2 separate regions of the Mus musculus genome follow, and region 1 is linked to region 2. The links are chromatin contacts, called in public promoter capture Hi-C maps. All regions are on one chromosome and are shown on one strand. The core of a region is the stretch at or near the end of the contact, and the rest is flanking DNA. Distances in the headings are between cores, read along the strand shown.

What was found. Capture Hi-C pulls out chosen DNA fragments and counts their contacts.
Region 1: a contact with region 2 is called in a promoter capture Hi-C map of adipose tissue, with 3 times the contacts expected there. The contact joins the promoter of Scrn3 here to the promoter of Tlk1 in region 2. A contact is called at or near these places in 1 of 39 promoter capture datasets (liver) and 2 of 9 other capture datasets (adipose tissue and liver).

What each region holds. Positions count from the first base shown.
Region 1 is chr2:73,311,069-73,314,501 of GRCm38.p6, forward strand. It overlaps Scrn3 (secernin 3), which reads left to right and starts at 1,584. Exons shown (of 8, transcript NM_029022.1): 1 at 1,584-1,645. It overlaps Cir1 (corepressor interacting with RBPJ, 1), which reads right to left and starts at 1,524. Exons shown (of 10, transcript NM_025854.3): 1 at 1,349-1,524. The coding sequence starts at 1,420.
Region 2 is chr2:70,823,963-70,827,195 of GRCm38.p6, forward strand. Tlk1 (tousled-like kinase 1) reads right to left here and starts at 1,518. Exons shown (of 20, transcript NM_172664.3): 1 at 1,231-1,518. The coding sequence starts at 1,369.

The sequences.
Region 1 (3,433 bases), core at 334-2,833, 2.5 Mb after region 2:
TCAAGAGGCTGAGGTAGGACTACTAAGTATTCCAGACCAGTCAGAACTACACAGTAAGACCCCAACCAAAACAGAAAAATTACCGTGTATCTCAAGCTTTAGACTGTACAGTTATTTTCATTAGTCTCGACTGCTCAAGACTCAATTCCAGTAACTGAATTAAAAATAAGATGCAGCTCCATTGTCAAAGTGCTCACAATGCTTCTCCTGCATATTATAAACTACTTTATGACCTAGGAGAAGTGGTAGTTGATTGCAGTGGCTTCCACCTGTAATCCCAGCATGCGGGGGTGGGGGTTGGGGGTGGGGGCAGGGGGTTGGAGGCAGAAGGACAAGGAGTTCAGGGCTATCCTCCCTAGACAGCAAGTTTGAAGCCAGCTTAGACTGCAGGAGATCCCACCTCAAATAGAGGCTATGAAACACATAAAGAAATACACTCGTGGGGATTAGGAGTACTACAAAATAAACAGAACAAGACTTTTGGGGTCAAGGAGTAAGGCTGAGATCTGGCAAGCCCTCCCCACTCCCAAGGGACTTAAAAACCTAAGTAACTATATTTGCAGATAACCAGTGTTAGCATTTCTTGCACTTTCTTCCACAGATATCCTAATGTACATGCATGCTAATATATACATTCTTTAGATGTATGGTAATATACAGGACCCACAACTGGTTTGGAAACAAAAGCGAAATATATTCTCATAAGTTTGTGTACTTTTGAGTACTTGAGTACTTTTCTTAACACACAGTGCTAAGCCTTCATTTCGAGTTTCTAGTCATTGGCCATACTATCTCATCTAATCTCCCTAAAATTTTTACAAACTAGGGCAACTGACACTGATAATTCTTGATCAACAGTGTACGAGGCTAATGCTCACATCATTGACTATTTTGTGCGAGGCCTCAGGGCTACATGTAACTGTACTGAACTAAGAATCCAAAGCCCAAGCACTCTCCCGTCGCCATTCTTTGGCGCTGTAATTCTCGCCACGGCCCTTCTGTGTCCAGCAACTGGTTGCCCTGTGATTGTTTAAAACGCTCAACTTGAACGCAGCCATCAGAAACACACTACGGGATGGAGAGTGAGCAGAGGGAGGATTTCTGCCAGAAGATCTCCGTTAAGCAGGAGTCTCGACCCAGAGCAGAGTTCACCGGCTTGGGGCTGTAGGAGACGGATCCTGAACGGACAGTGTTATCAAACCATGCGTGGGTCTCCCCACTGACTGACAGGCGGGACTTGGGGGATCATTCCTGCAAGGGGGAAAGATCGACGACTCCAGCCGTGAGGAGGATACGACCCTCCCAGGGAGCTTAGCAATCTCTGCCCTCTCCGGATGCCTTTACTCACCTTCTTGATGTTGGATTTGGACGCAGGATGGAAGTCCTTCTTACACATGAAATTGGCGAATGACTTCCCCATCTTGGCGTCTGAGTCGGAGAAGCCAACCGCTAGGTCTTCTCGGAACGTAAACAAACTCCCGGAGCTTCACCGGAACTGCTAGGCAAGTTTGGGCGAGAACTTCCGAGGTCGGGAGGATGACTACTTCCGTGGTTTGACGCTTGGCACCGCCCCTCTTGCTCTCTTCCGGCAGTCGCTTCTGGTGGCTGCCGCGGCTTTGGCGGCGTCCGCGCGTGCGCAGCAGAGGTAAGCTTGGGGAACCCCCTGTGCGCGATGCTCGCTCTCTGCGGGGTCGCGAGCGGCGGCGGGCTCTGCTGCGTCAGCTTCGATCCGAGCGCGGTCAGCCCGAACAAGCGAGGTCTCGAGGTTCGAGCCCAGCACTTTCTGGCAACGCCGACTCCAGTTGCAAAAAAATTTTCTTTTGCCGCGCAGTTCCCATGTAGATTAAGTTGTCTCCCGGCAACTGTAGGACGTTTGTGAGCCTCGGAAGATTGGTGTTACCAAAAGCACGGGAATAGACTGTTAGAAGCTCAAGAACCTAGGCTCTTCCTTTCCAATTACTGTTAAGGTTTAATAATAATTATAATAATAATAATAATATTATTATTATTATTATTATCATTATGTATACCTCGCCATGTAGCATTGGTTGCCCTTGAACTAACAGATCCGTCTGCCTTTGCCTTCCCAGGCCTGGGATTAAAGGCCTGCGCCACTACACCCAGCTCCCTTCCGTTATTTCTAGCCATGCAGAAGTTTGCTCAGCAAACATCGTGAATGATGAGAACATGTTAGGGCCAACGACTTTCTCCCTGGGTGCGGGTTTCTTAGCTGTTGCCGCCATCCCAGTTTCGGGTAAGCAAGGCTTAGTCCACTGAGGATAGTCACTTAGTCTGGTGAGGATAAGAATGCCAAGGTACAACGGATGTCAGCTTTCATTTGGGTGTTGGCTGTGTGCCAGTTTTTTGTTTTTTTATCTTGTGTTATTCGTGGCGCGGTCCACGTAACGCTCAATCTTCAATTACAGGCATGCACCACCAAGCTGGGTTTTCACCTTCTAGGTGGTGTTTTAATAATTATTTACTTATTTATTTTAATACTGACGGGCCTGGAAAAAAGGAGAATTAATAGCCTGCCTAAATTATGTGTTGGAGTAGCTAACTTTGGAGCACAGTAAGCAGGAGATCAAGAAATTTAGAGGGGCGACACAAAAGAAAAACTGGTACGTCTTCCCATCTTTGAGATGGAGAAGACCCTTTACTTGTTCCATGGTGAACTTGTTTCTTGAGTCATTTTGAGACATAGGCTAGCTTTAAACTCTAGCTCATCCTGCCGAGTCCTGAGATTGCAGGTGGGCTATCATATCCTGCTTTGCTTTCCTTTCAATAAAACATTTATTGTATTTATATTTTTTATTTTGTTTTAAAATATTTAGGATGCTCCCATATAAAACTATGCTAAGAATTGGTTCTTCCTGTTTGTTTTTTTTCAGGGTTTCTCTGTGTAGCTCTGGGTGTCCTGGAACTCACTCTGTAGGCCAGGGTGGTCTGGAACTCAGAGATCTGCCTCTGCTTCCCAAGTGCTGGGATCAAAGGTGTGCACCACCACCCCCAGCATGATTTGGTTCTTATAAAAGAAGGGAACTGGGTTAGAGAGAGAGAACAATGGTTAAGATAGCTCAGTGCTTTCCCTGAAGACTTGAGTTCCGTTCCTAACACACAAGGTGGCCGTGCACGAAGCCTTACAACCTCTAACTCCAGCTCCAGGGGATTTGAGGCCCACTTCTAGCTTTCTCGGGCATCCCCATTCTTAGTGTAAACACACACACACACACACACACAAATAGTAAAAATAAACCTTTAAAAAGATAAATAATAGAAGTAAACTAAAACTATGTCTGTTCTGGAAGCAAAATAAAAATAGGAGATTTTGAATGGTTCTACAAACTGGAATTTAAGATTTTCCAGATCACAGAATCTGGAAAAGAGAATCCGTACGTCAGTTCTGTAGTCAGGATTTCTAAGTTACAAATGT
Region 2 (3,233 bases), core at 268-2,767:
AAGCTCTTATTTCTTTTAATGAAAAATCAGTGTCAGGGTGAGATGAAAGGGGAAAATGTCTGTCAACGTATTCGGCATGTTTAATGGATGCCATAAATCAAATCTTCCCATGAATTTTCTAGAGCATATTCACGTCAATCTTTGAGCCTATTGTCACTTTCACACATGCTCACGGGAACAAAATGACAAAGAATGCTATGCCTCAACCACTGGATCCGGGCAAGAAACATTTGATTAGCAATTACCAAAGCTATGGATAATAAATATAGACATATTTTCAAAATACAATAATCCGAACGACTCATAAACCGAAGCTCTGAATTTCTTTACAAGGCTTACTAGACTGCTGGACTTTCAAACGTTTTCTTCTTTTTTTTAAAGGTGCTGATAATCTCCTTGTGCGAGACAACCGGGAGCGAACAGCCCATTTACCGATTGCTAACGAATACGACTTCGCATTTTCCAGACAAAAGGGCGTTAAAAGAGATCCGATGCAAATTTATTCTTCCCTGGTAAAGGAGTGTTCTCCCGAATTCCATTTTATGGAGTATACTTAAAGTTAAAGGCAGCAAGTTCATTTTTTAGTCAAAAGCACTAGGTGCCTTACTAGCTGTGTGACTGCTACATCTGGTGGCAGAACACTTGCATGCAAGGAGCCAGAAAACTTAGAAAACAATTGTAACCGATCTCAGTGCGTGTTTTGCAGAAACCTTCAAGCAGGAATTTCCACCAAAAAAAAAAAAAAAAAAGCCCACCACCCTTGGGCAGAAAGGAACACGAGCGTACTTGCAACCCACGAGCATAACGTTCAAACATGCAGGAGCCGATGGCGAAGGAAGGAAAGTTGCAACCATCTGGGGGGGGGGGGGGGGTGGCACGAGCAGCCTTGCCCACGAGTCGGTCTGCCGTTGGGATCGCTCTAGGGGCCGCGATGGGGATCCGACTCGGATCCGAGGCAGCCCAGAGCATGCGGGAGGCGGGCGAGGGGCATCTTAACCGGTCCCGGCGGCCCGGCTTGCGGCGCGGGGACCGCCTCTATGGGAGGAGTGCGGGCTAGGGGAGGGGGCTCGCGCGCCGAGGCTGCACCGCGAGGGCAAACCCACCCGAGCCCCGAGGCCAGGAGGCTCAGGGAGCCAGGGCAGGCCTCCCGCCCGCGAACCGCCACCCCCCACCCCAGCCCGGGGTCCGCGCGGGCCGAGGGAGCCCGCGGGAGGGCGCGGCGGCGCTTACCTTCCCTGGGCCTCCCGGATGGCGGCGTGTGATTCAGCAGGGACCTGGCCGCCGCCGCCGAGCCCGGGGTTGGAGACGTGGAGAGCCGGGACCAAGATGGCGGCCCCTCCAAACTTCCACTGCTACTTTGGACACTCATCAAGCTACTTTCTGGGAGCCCGACTCCCCCCCTGCGACGGCGGCGGCACCGGCACCCGCCTCCGTCATGGCGGGGGCCGCGCTGAGGGCGAGCGCGGGCGCGAGGGCTGGGAGGGGAGCGCCGCGCCGCCGAGGGAGCGCGCCGGGCGGAGGGCGGGCGGGGAGGGTAGCGCCGAGGGGAGGCGAGTGGCCGGGGCCGCGGGGCCGGGGCCGGAGCGCGGGCGGAGCGCGGGCCGCGCCGACCGAGGCCACTTCCGCGGGCGGAACCTGCCGGCACCTCTGCAGTGCGTCGGGCCCCGGCGTCGCCCGGGCGGTGGCGGGCGGTGGGTGGCGGCTGAGGCGGCGGGGTAACCTCTGCATCAGTTACGGGCGGCGGCGGCGGCGGCGTCACGCGCCGCCAATGCAAACACTATCGCGAGGCTCCTGCGCCTCCGGTAGCAGCGGCGGCGGCGGCGGCCGCGGGGCCGGCAGGGGGGAGGGGGGAGGGCCCTGCCCGGGCGGGGCGAGGGCGGGGAGGGCGCGAGCGCGCTGGGAGGCGCGGGGCCCGCGGCGCGGCGCGGAGCGGCGAGTCGCGTGCGCGGAGCCGGCCGGAGGGAGGCGCGCCCCCGCTGCCACCTGCCTCCCCCTCGCCGCGGCGCGCCTGCTCCGAAGCGCGCCCCACACCCAGCCTGCCCGAGACGCCTCTGCTCTCGCCTGGCTCCGGAGTCTCAAAATGGAACTGAAAAGTTGAGAGTTGCTTCTTGCCCTTCAGGAGAAAAAGAAGAAAGAGAAGAAGGAGAAGAAGGAGAAAGAAAGAAAGAAAGAAAGAAAGAAAGAAAGAAAGAAAGAAAGAAAGAAAGAAAGAAAGAAAGAAAGAAAGAAAGAAAGAAAAAGAAAGAAAGAGCAGTGTGCACTTATCCATCTGCAAAACAGGAGTAGTCACGGAATTAAAAAAAAAAGAACCTAAGAAAATAAAACTTTCCTTAAAACAATCTACCAAAAGAATTGAGAAACCCTACCGGTGGGGTAGCCTGAGTGTGTGGTATAGCTGTTTGTTCTTTGTTTTCACAGAAGTGGAAAATCTAAATAGAAAATGTTGACTACTGAATTCACAGTAAAAAACACAAAAAACAAAAAAACTATAGTGTTCATCTTGAAGAAGGTATAGTTTCTAGAAATTTCCAGTTTCTGGTGCCGCTGTTGAGTATTGACGACGAATTCCCAAAACAAATTACAGCATTTGCTAAAATTTATAGATAGAGCATAGCTTTCTGCACACCCACGTACACACACCAGCGATTGGCCATCTTGTTCATAAAAGAGCAAGTCTGGTAGTCCAGGAAAAATACGACAAGGTTACTGCTCTCTTTAAACCAAATTGAATAGAACACTAAAATGATTATGCTATAGAGCAACTGTGCAGGCATAAGGAAATGACATGATTACCAGGGGGACCAAAATGTCATTTCTATTTTTTATTTTTATGACTTTGCATTTCTCATCGTAATGTTTTCTTCAGATAAACTGTACTCCCAGAATAGAGCCTTGGTTGTCAGCTATGCCAGAAGTCACTGGGGTGTTCCTGTGCTTCAGATTCTTGTTTTCAGTCACATTCTGCTTTTGAAACCTAAGAACTCACAAATTGAACAACTTTATTGACATAGAACTCACTGTAAAGTGTGTGGCTTTAGTTCACACTGTAGGGTGTATACAGCTCTGATGCCCCTTGTACAATCAGTAGCAAACATCTGTTGCCCACTCAACTCCCTTCTCCCCACCCCTTTGAGGTTCCTACCTGCCCCATTTCCATCCCCCTCAGAGCCATATATCTTCTTTCTATGCCACGGAGTAATTTGAATTTTCCTGAATTTTAGATGAAGTGTCCA